Linked DNA regions of Gossypium hirsutum: region 1 is linked to region 2. Evidence: chromatin contacts called from public Hi-C data. All regions are on one chromosome and are shown on one strand. The core of a region is the stretch at or near the end of the contact, and the rest is flanking DNA. Distances in the headings are between cores, read along the strand shown. Region 1 holds the start of LOC107962526 (IAA-amino acid hydrolase ILR1-like 6). Region 2 holds the start of LOC107962524 (protein transport protein Sec24-like At4g32640).

What was found. Hi-C and Micro-C count contacts between places; a contact is called where the count stands out from the background.
Region 1: a Hi-C map of leaf shows a contact between it and region 2, with 2.1 times the contacts expected there. The contact joins the promoter of LOC107962526 here to the promoter of LOC107962524 in region 2. A contact is called at or near these places in 15 of 34 Hi-C or Micro-C datasets (anther, callus, hypocotyl and 3 more).

What each region holds. Positions count from the first base shown.
Region 1 is chrA06:7,721,095-7,726,793 of Gossypium_hirsutum_v2.1, forward strand. LOC107962526 (IAA-amino acid hydrolase ILR1-like 6) reads left to right here and starts at 4,268. Exons shown (of 5, transcript XM_016898944.2): 1 at 4,268-4,897; 2 at 5,480-5,605. The coding sequence starts at 4,388.
Region 2 is chrA06:7,589,660-7,595,566 of Gossypium_hirsutum_v2.1, forward strand. It overlaps LOC107962524 (protein transport protein Sec24-like At4g32640), which reads right to left and starts at 4,499. Exons shown (of 25, transcript XM_016898942.2): 1 at 4,258-4,499; 2 at 3,180-4,115; 3 at 2,062-2,304; 4 at 1,764-1,838; 5 at 1,525-1,623; 6 at 1,304-1,415; 7 at 751-878; 8 at 9-128. The coding sequence starts at 4,046.

The DNA.
Region 1 (5,699 bases), core at 3,018-5,517, 130 kb after region 2:
CCGTGTGTTTGGGAAACCAAGAGCAATATCGACACGGGTTGCCACATGGGCGTGTGGCTAGCCCGTGTGGCTCACATGGGCATGTGCTCTGCCTGTGTGGAAATGGTCTTGGCCGTGTAGATCTTTAAATCAATCCGTTTTGTCCGTTTTTTGCCCGTTTTCTACTTCTTTTGTTTCCCTATGCTCTCCTAAGTATAAAACATGAAATTAAAGGATTAAGAGCATTAAATTGAATAAATTAAATAATAAATCATCCAAAAACATGCTAAGTATAGGATTAAAATGTGTTACTTTTATGCTTTATCAATGAAACATAATTATACATAAATCTTTCTCATTTCATATACATGATACACTAAGAACTTACCAAAATTACCTTCATTTGATTCTCATATAGGTTCTGTACATACCTGTATCACTTAATTCGGTTGTACTTTCATTTTCATCTTGACTTTGCCCGTTAACCATTCGGAATTGTTAATGATACTCGGGAATCACGATAGCTCGTACAATGTCATATCCCCAATATGGTCTTACATGTTATCATATCTCGGTGCCACTATCCTAGACAAGGTCTTATACAAAATCATATAACGATGCCAATGTCCCATACATGGTTTTACACGTAATCACAATACAATGCCAATGTCCCAGACATGGTCTTACTAGTAATCACATCTCGAAAATCCTAATGTCATGACATTTGTATCCTATACTATTCCTAAGGTTCGTACGGGACTTTCGTATATCGTAACTTCGTCGATTCTTGCTCGTATTCATGACCATTCATCATTTAATTCAATTTAATAATAATTAAGCATTTATAACACAATTTAAATACGTTTATTAGCATATGAACTTACCTCATTCGTTATAACGACAAGTTGGATCGACTAATCTGATACTTTGCTTTCCCCTGTTCTAGATTCGAATCTCATTTTTCTCAATCTATATAATAACAAAATTTAATTATTTAATTATTAATGCATTCAATTTAACACAATTTACACATTTTAGCAAAATTACACTTTTTCCCCTATTATTTCACATTTTTCAATTTAGTCCTTATCATATAAAACTACAAATTCATACAATTCAATACCAACCTATGCTAGCCGAATTTTCCTTATATTCATAAACCATTATAATCATCAAATTAATGGCCATAATAATCCACTCATATAAATAATGGTCAAATTGTCATGCAAGTGCTCCACATTTCCTTTGTATAGCTATTTGATTCATTTAACTAATAGAACTCATATTTTACGCCTTACGCGATTTAGTCCTTTTTACCGAATTAAGCACTCAAACGGTAAAATTTCTTTACGAAATTTTCACACGAACATTCTATCATATGTAAACCTTAATAAAATAATAAAATAAATGTTTTGACTTCGGATTATGGTCCTGAAACCACTGTTCTGATTAACCCTGAAAGCGGGCTGTTACATTGGTCCCTTTAATTTTTCTTTAATCTATAATTCAACTTTTATGCAAATTTAGTCCTTATACCTAATTACTCTTAATTCAAGCAAATTTTCTTAACCAAAACCTAATTAACCACACAAATAGCTTCGTAAATATTTTTTAATAAATATTTACAAGTCTGATTTATAGTAACGGAGATTCAAAAATGCACTTTCTGACACTTGTCACTATCGGGTTGTTACACAATGAATGCAAAACTATATTCCCGAAACTTGGAGACGTTTCGGGTGATAGAATACATCAGTCATCGCTTAGGGACCCGGTCAAGGTCCTACGAAGTTTATCTCGGAAACAGATGGTGCAAGTACGAGAGGTTCTAAACACTTTGATACCAGTATGCGCATGTGGTTGCAGCATATGCAACCTTTAATTTGAATGTCACGATAATGTGTACACGCTTGAATGTACATTGCATATTTGGGGTAACGAGTTCCCCGTATTAAAGGATGAATTGACATGAGAAGAGCCCCCGCCTGCGTTCGAGATATTGCCAAATAGGTCACTACATAGGAAGCTCAAAGGTCGATCGAAAACGAGAAGGATTCAGAATGGCATATATATTAAAGAAGAGCTTGAACCAAAGCTTTGCACCATATGCAGAACAGCCGACCACAATCGAAACAAGTGTATTCATTTTTCTCCTTTTTTTATTTATTATCCTACCGGTTGATCTGAATCTTAATCTATACAATAATTTATTTCAATTTATCAATTCTAAATACCTTATAACATCTTATTTCATGTATATGACTTCTTACTTTATCTTTCCGTAATTAACCTAAAGTTTTGCATTTTCTTCAATTTAGTCCTTAAAATCAAAACTATAATATCTATTTTGAAGTTCACCCTTGTTTAACCCTACAGAAATAGTAATTACAAAATTTCATGTCAAATCCAAAATATTTTCATTTTAGTCTCTAAACTCAAAACTGATTAAATTCACTTTACAAATTAGTCATTAATCATTTCTAAACTTACAAGCAAGCTATTGAACATAAAAAACTATCAATGAAAAACTTTTAAAACTTTAACAGTTTTATGATTTAATATTTGGGGTAGCTAAATTAAGTTGTAATAATTTCAAAAACATAAAATTTATTAAAAAAAGGCTTGGTGGTGGAGCAAAATGATGATGATGATTTCCTTTATTTTATGTTTTATTATAATTTAATTTTTATTTTAACATTTAAATTCAACAAAAAGCTAAACATTAACCGTCCACTAAAAGGATTGTGTTTGAATTACCACTTAAACCCCTTAACAATCTCTAATTAAATCTTTTAACAAAAAACAATCAATAATAGTTAACTTTTATAGTTTTTACGATTTAGACTTTATATCTTAATTAACCATCCAATCACTAAAATTTTTGGACAAAAACTCAAACCACCTATATAACCACTTTGTAAATATTTAATAAAAATATTTATGGGCTTAGATTGTGGAAACGAGTTCTCGATACCTCAATTTTCAAAGCCACTAAGTTTAGGGTCAAACCACTTATACTTTAACTAACTGTTCAATTAACAAAGATTACCATATCAAATTTTAATATAACACTATATTTGACTCGTAAATATTATTATTTATTATTTACAGTCTCACACGTTGAAATTGTAGTCTCAAAACCATTGTTTTCAACATCATTGGAAAACAGTTTGTTACACATTTTGAGCAAGAGATGTCACCTATGGACACTGAATCTAATTTAACTCAAGCATCAATATCAAGAATTAAATTTAATATAATATACTCATTTGAAGATATTTAAGTCATTTTTAAGCTTACTTTAAATTTTGGTTACAGTCTGAGGTTGTTCGGGTCTTAATCGAGGCAAAACAGGGCAAACAAGGTCAATTTCATGACACTAGGATATGTGTATCGCGACATTGAACCAATGTTGCGACATCAAGATGCTAGTGTCGCGGTACCGAAGACAAAATACCCACTTGGGTCTCCCCTCCTTCAATATCACAACATTGGAGGTCGGATATTGCAACAATAGGCTAGTATCGAGATATCGAGCTTTGGATATCGCGATACTGAAGACAAAATACCTAGGACATCTTTACATTTCCTAAAAACAAGTTATAGTGAATTTATATTTGCCGTTATAGTGAATTTATATTTGCCCGTAGTTTTTTAATCCTTTTTAGAGGGATTTTTCACATAAATATTTGTGTTCGATCTTTTCAATTTTATTCAATATTTAGATTGTTCGTTGCTTAATCGAGTTTATCCCCAACACTTTTCGACAAGTAATGGAAGTGATTCCCTTGATAATTAGTAGAATAGTTACTTTCTTATATAGATGAAAAGTAAAAAAAATATATACACAAAAATAATTTTTCTTTTTTTTGTTTTTTGGTTTTGTGTATTAACTTATTAATTATAAGAAAAACACATTAACAATTAGAACAAAAAGAATCACAATGAATTGAACATACCAAGATAAAGTTTTTTTTTGATAAATTATAAGAAGAGAATAAAATTCTAATAATAACACGATTAGCACAATTCAAACTCAAACTTAAATTACATGTTAGATGACGAACACCTTTTACTAATAGAACAATATACAATATTGCAAGGAAAGGTGTTATTAAAGAGGTAAAATTGAGAGAGAGAAAATGAGTATCAAATTCAAAGGCAGTGCGTCAATCTGTCTCATTGGAAACCGCTACGCAAAGTGGTGGGCCCAAACACTGCTGCATTTCGATGCCTTAATCAACCAACTCTACATATTTAATTTCTTACATCCATATTCTCCCACGTGACTATTTCTCTTAAACCACATGCTTAATTCTCTCTCTCGTTTCTGTCCCTCTTCTCTTTTTAAAAAAATCTCTGGCTATCCATTCTTTCTCCATTCATTTTCTTTTCGGTCTCTCCAAACATGTATTCTCTAAAATCATATGTTTTGGTTTTAAGCTTAATCTTTATTCCCTTTTTGGCTAACAATTTTCTTGTTTTTGTTAACTCCATAACTTCTTCGTCTTCTTATTCTTCTTCGTCGGGTAATCAATACACCACTTTTTTCAACGCTATATCTTCTTCCACCAATCCCAAGGCTTCCTTAAACTCCGGTAAGAACCAAACGACGTCGTCTCTGAGATCATCCAGCTTCTGCTACGTATGGGATGTGACCTGCTCTGAGGAGGTGTTGGGCCTGGCCCGGAAGCCCGACAACGTCGAGTGGATTAAAGGGTTGAGAAGGAAGATACATGAGAACCCTGAGCTAGCTTTTGAAGAGTACGAAACCAGTAAACTCGTTCGATCCGAGTTGGACCGTATGGATATTGAATATAGGTACCCTTTAGCCAAAACGGGTATTCGGGCTTGGATTGGAACCGGTGGCCCGCCCTTTGTTGCCATCCGAGCTGACATGGATGCCCTTCCTATACAGGTACATATACTTAGGTTCCTTCTCTTCTTTTTTAATTTTTATATTTGTATACATCTATGTATTTTATAACTATATACTGTATACTTGTACATACACACATACGTAGACATACATGTATACGTGTAAAGGGTTCTTACTTCCGGTAGGTGGTTCATGATCATTGTATTCATTTATTTAATTTGGACTTTGTTAGTTCAGAAAGTTTGAGGATTTTAGTTTAAGATTTTTGTGTATGAATTTATTTTCGTAGGTTGGATATGTTTTAATTTTATTTTACATTTTTTTTTGATAACATGAGGACAAGAAATGTACTTTTAAATTAAATAAGACAAAAAATAGAATGTACAGTTTTCAATAATAACATTATCTTAACATAATAATAAAAGATCTTAAAATAAATTCAATTTTGTACTTCGAAATTCAATTTTGTACTTGGAAATTCTAAGTAATCTTAAAGACTTGTAGGCTAGTGGTCCCCCATTGAACCCTCCAAGTATATAATTTGATTTTTTTTATATATCTAAATAATTTAGGAAAATTGCCATGCCCTCTTTTCACTTATGTGGAGTAATTTAATTTTAGGAAGCTGTAGAATGGGAGCATAAAAGCAAAGTTGCCGGAAAAATGCATGCTTGTGGCCATGATGCACATGTTGCAATGCTTGTTGGTGCTGCCAAAATATTGAAGAATCGTGAACACCTTTTGAAGGTAAAATCCAAGTTCTAATCCCTTCTTACGCATTGAATGCATCTAGTTTAAGTGTGTATATCTCAATGGCAATCAATTTAGATGCAAAGCTAAA
Region 2 (5,907 bases), core at 3,249-5,748:
AAACTCACTGGAAGATCAGAAATGACTTGATTAATGGCACTGCAAGCGGCAGCAGTAGCACCAGTCTGTATGGCATTCATGGATACATCAATTAGGAAAAAGTACACAGCTGGCATTGGATCACGGACCTGGACATGAGAAATTCAGAACAAACAAATGAATTATCTTCTTACAAGTTAAAAAAGAAACAAGACAAACCGCAGATGCAAGAAATAAAGAAACTAAGAAAGCCCCAGGTGAACCCTGATCACAATAATTTCACACAATTAAATTCTAGCAAATGTTAGCACAATTTTTTAACTGTTATTATTATTATTATCATCATCATCATCATCATCATCATCATCATCATTATTATTCAACCTTTGTCATTTTTGGCCATCTTGATCTTTTGGATATTACCCTGAATGCTTGATTAAACAAAGTTGTACAGGAAAGATCCAGTATCTCAACTACTTTACCACAGTATGGCACTTGATCAGATAGAAAAGTGAGGCAAAAAATGCATCTTCCTGCTGGGGAGACATTGCTTTGAGTTGGGTATAGGCATATCATCCTCATTATGCTTTAATCAAATGTTTACTAATCACACCATTCATATATGATCCAAAGATGCCCACATACATCTATCTTATAATTGATACTTGAGCATTTAATAAAGAAAAAGAGATAGAGAGGGCTACAATTAAAGAAGATAGAAATTTAAAAGTTAATCAATTAAAAAGTACAAATTTATAAATGTTAACAAACCATGTACTCCTTTGAAGCAACAAATTCAACTGCTCCTCTACACAGCTCAGGCCTTTCATCAGCATCTCTACGCCTGCCATCAGGACCAAGGTTGCAGTGGTAGTCACGAGGAGTTTCATCAGTAAACCCTGAACGAAAATAGTACAAGCAATTACATTGCCACCTTACTACATTACAGCAACACAATCAGAGAGCAGCAATAGAGAAGGATTTCTTTGGTCATGGTATTTGCTTGATATATCAAAAGCATTTTATGCTTGAAAAGAGGAAACCTTAAAACTGATAAAGTCCAACAAACTAAGAATAGAAGCATGCATCCGTTTGTAATCTAAGGAACCCTACAGCTACTACCAAAAAAGAGCTCTCAAATCATTATTATTATGACTAGTCTCCTATTTAGCTCCCAAAGTCTAAGCACAACTAATCAATGAAATTTTGTCACTTTTTGACAGTGACACGATGCAACAGACTGGTATGAATATAAAAATAAGTTAAAATACACAAGATACTGCAAAATATATGAGATGAGCACACAAAGATGATTAATACTGACCACATAAATTGCAGATAAACTTTCTTCCCTGATCAATGAACTTCATGAAAGGATTTATGTAACCTTTGCAACGGGAACATCGAACAGGACCACTTTCCCCAAAATCCACAACCTATAGTAAGAAATGTTCAAAATATGATAAGCAGATCAAATTACAAAATCCATTTGACAACCCGACAGATTGCATAACAAGCTAGAAGAACAAGTACAACTGGCATTACTTGAATAGGGTCCTCTGACGGATGAGGAAGAGCCATTGGCTGAACTAACAAAGCCAACTGCATAGACGATGTTGTCAAAAGGTCGGCTGTGCAAGGGATCTATTAAATGGAAAGAACAATCGATAAGCACTCAAAACATCACAAAGATTACTGGTGGTGAAACTGCAGTGCAAACTTAATCAAAGTATATAAAAGAGTACCAAAAAAAGCCACAATTAATTTATATAGCTTGTTATGACCTGATTGATGGTGCATCTCATATAACGAGGACTGCAATTCCCAGTGTCTCTGACAACGTAATCGCTAGTAGCAGGCTTCAAAAGATTACAAGTGATCAGGAGAAGAAACAAAATTCAAAATTCAGTTATATGTCAAAGCTGTGATTGCATTATGCATACATGCAATGACAACACAGTAAAGAGAGCCAGAACAATGGGCCTAAGTTAAATGAAGATCAAAAGGAATAGCAAATTAGCAAATTCCTGAGTGAATTAAGTAATTTTCTTTCCGTTCTTCTAAAATGATCAAAGCTTTTACCGGAGGAGGATTTGCCGAGTTGCCTTGGCGAGTTTCATACACGATTGGTGAGGAACTTGGAATGGGAATGGGCCTTGGAATTTGATTAGGATCAATCTTCGATGGCCCTGATAAAGGGGCTCCCAGTTGGCCGATAGCAGGTGGAATGGTAGTCATAGCTTGATTTGTAGGTGGTTGTGGCATTCCAAACATTCTTGGAGGTTGTGCTTGAGTAGATCCAGGAATAGGAGGAGCCTGGGCTCCCTAAAACAATTCAAAAAATTCAGAATCTAATTAGTGATGGGAGTGAACAACTTCCAAACACCACTTACCAAGCCAAAACATCCTGTACTTAGAATTTCCTGCACCTCATATAGAATGCCTTAAAATGGTTTCCATTTCCAAGCAACTTCATAAACCTGGCTCAAAGGTTTTAAATATCCACCAACACCAAAATTTCATATGCCAATTGATAAAATTCAATGTAATTAGTGAAGTTCAATAACCAATTTCCAATTGGTTTTGTTATTATGCAAATGCCATTGGTTATACAGTAACAGAATGCCTAATTTTTGCACAGTTCTGTAAGTTTCTGCACAATTTAACTTTCAGCAATTGGCTACAGAACCTCATATTATATCTGCACGTCAATTCTCAAGCCAATCCAATATTTATGATGGTTCAATGAAAACAATATCTTTTTGGATGAATACTGAATGGATGAGATGTTGAAAATAATAATTAGAAAGAAAAAGTTTGAACAACATAGCTATATACTGTAAAGCAATTTACAAGGCATAAACAATTTAATTGTAGAAAAGTAAACCACATCCATCAATTTTCATTCTTCCATTATAAGTTTACTAAAATCTTTCTTCATTTCTATATTGCTTTAGATTTTCTTCAAATTAACAGCTACTAATATAATGCCAAAAATTCCAAACATCAAAGAGGTGCAGATAAAATTTTAGTTACTAAATGCATTATGAAAAGAAAGGAAATCAAAGACCTTGTACACCTTATACAGATTGCTAAATGACCAACTCAACAACAATAAAATCAATGATATACTCCAGTTGTTTACATTTCTTTATGGGAAGAATTCTGAAAGCATAAACTGTAAAGATTGTAGTACTAACCTGCTGAGGCTGCATCGGCCAAGTCTGTGGTCCATAAGGAGAACCTGGAGGTGGTGGTCTAGCTTGAGGCACAGCTGAAAATGGTGATGCTGAAGGCATTGGTTGAACTGGTGGGGAAGTAACAGCTGGACTTCCCAAAACAGAACGCATGGTTGGAGCCTGAGCAGGAGCCCTAGCTGACATCATAGTTAGTGGAGGTCCAACAGGAGGTTGTGAAGCACTTGGAGCAAGAGGAAACTGGGATGCACCAGGCAAAGCTCCCGAAACAATTGCTGGAGGCCCATTACTCAAAGGACCAGCAGGTGCACGAGAGAGGGGCGCAGCTGGACCAGTCAAAGGTGGAGATGACATAAAAACATTCGGGCGAGCACCTGGCATTGGTGGTGCAACTCCACCGCTAGGTGCACCTGAAGATGGGAAAGCGCTAGAAGGTAGAACAGCACCACCTGTTGAAGAAGACAAAGAACCAGGAGGAGGTCTAGACCCAAAAGGGGAAGAGTGACCAGAAGGTTGACCAAGGGGTCTCCCTGGGGGTACATTTGCAGGTAAAGCAGATTGTGGTGGTCCAGTAGGAGGCACTGCAGGTCTTCCCATCATACCAGGTGGCGGACCAGGCCGTGCCATTGGCGGCAAGGCACCGGGGAATCCAGCTGAACCTCCAGATTGAGGAAAGGGAGGTTGTTGACCAAAAGGGGAGGGCCTAGGACCAGAATTGGGCATTGAAACTGGCCGATTTAGGTTCAAATTCTGCATGTTATCAGCTAACGAATTGGGATTGGTTTGATAATTAGGATTAACATTTCGTGGTGGTGGTGGTTGTGAATTGGCGCCGGGTCTAGGTGCCCCTGGAGGCACAGGAGCTGCCATAATTAATCAGAAACAAATTCTAATCCCCTCTTTCAATAACCGTCTATATATTTTGCAACACGATCAAATCTACACAAACCAAAACAACAAAAACAACAATTCTTCAAAAATTCTAAAAGATACACAGTAATAGTAATCGCAAATTAACATATAAAAGAAACTAAGATCGAATGTAATAAAATTGAGAAGAATAAAAAAGGAAATTAAGTACCTGATATCGGAAAGAAAAGGAGAGGTCGGATCTGTGGATGTAAGAAGATAATTAAGTTTAGATCTGAGAGTAGGGTTTTAGAAGGAGAGATCGGAGAAATTAGGGTTTTTTAGGGAAGTATCGGAGCGACCGGAGGTATGGATCTGGGGAAATGATCGGAGAAGGAGAGAGAGACAAAAAAGGCAAATAACGAGAGCGAGAGAGAGAGAGCGACGGTATTTTAACGTTGGCGAAGGAATGGGAGACAAATTTGTAATAAATCTTAATTGTAAAAAAATTATAAATAAAAAAAGGTATAATTAAGGAAAGTATTTTATTTGTCTGAGACTGTTGAAAAAACACTGATTACTTTCACAGACTTACAAATAATAGCCATTTGGATTTATTTACCGGTTTTTCCTTCTGTTCCATTTAAAAATAAATAAATAAATAAGTCACGATGTAGCCTTAGTTAAATTGTAATCTATATTATTATTAGCCTTAGTTCAATTGTAATCGATATTATTATTCGTGTAAAGAGATGTGAGTTTGAAAGCGTTAAAATGCATTATCCTCCTATTAAGAGTTGGGAAGAGGCTATAGATAGTTTTAAGTATTGTATAAGAAAACTTATAATAAGATTAATGTTTAAAAATAATAATAAATAAATTTAATTTATCGTACATTTTTAAACCATAAAAACTTTTTTCTTTTTTCTCCTTTGTAACACCCTTAACCTATATCTATCACTAGAATAGGGTTACAAGAATGCTACAGCAAGTTAACAACAATAAACAAGTAAAATCATAATTATTTCAATATAATTTTTCAAATACCATAAACCAATTGATTTATAAAAATATCTTACATCTACGAGGCTTAAATCGAGCTTTAGGGACTAAAGAATTAATCTTAAAACCTTTAGGGACTAATTTGAAACAAATTAGAAAATTTCAGGAAAATATGAAAAAATTCAAAAACAGGAGACACACAACCGTGTGGAATGCCCCAGGCCATGTAACTTTCAAAGTTGGGACACACAGTCGTGTCCTAGCCCGTGTCTCTGCCCGTATAACTCATTGAGTTGGGTCACACGGTCGTGTCGCAAGCTGTGTGCCAGTCTGTGTAACTCTCTGACTTAGGACACATGGTCATGTCGGAGGCCATGTAACACACTGACTTAAATCACATGGCTGTGGTGGCACACGGCGTGTGGTAGCCCGTGTCCCAAGCCGTGTTCACCTAAATAAACCTTAAACATCAATTTTACCATTTCAAGTTTTCTTGGACTCTAAGTAATCCATATACCAACCATTAGGGTCATTCAAAATGCCATTAAACAAGCTCAATTCATACTAATTCAACCATCTAAAGTGCTTAACCAATGTACCCTCATTGGTACCACAAGTATACACAGTTATACCACGATACAAATCATCAACCAAGACATACAAATTCACACAACTTAAACTTCTAACCATTATGTCTATCATAGGCATCTCAGTTCATAACAATGCAAAATAACTTATTAATCAAACATATGCAATAAATTTGTACCAAAGACATCTTCCTTCATTCACATATATCACAATAAGTTGTCTACTTACACTTAAGCTCATTCTTTATATATATACATGCCAAAACAAATGTTCAAAAGCTACCAAAATTGGA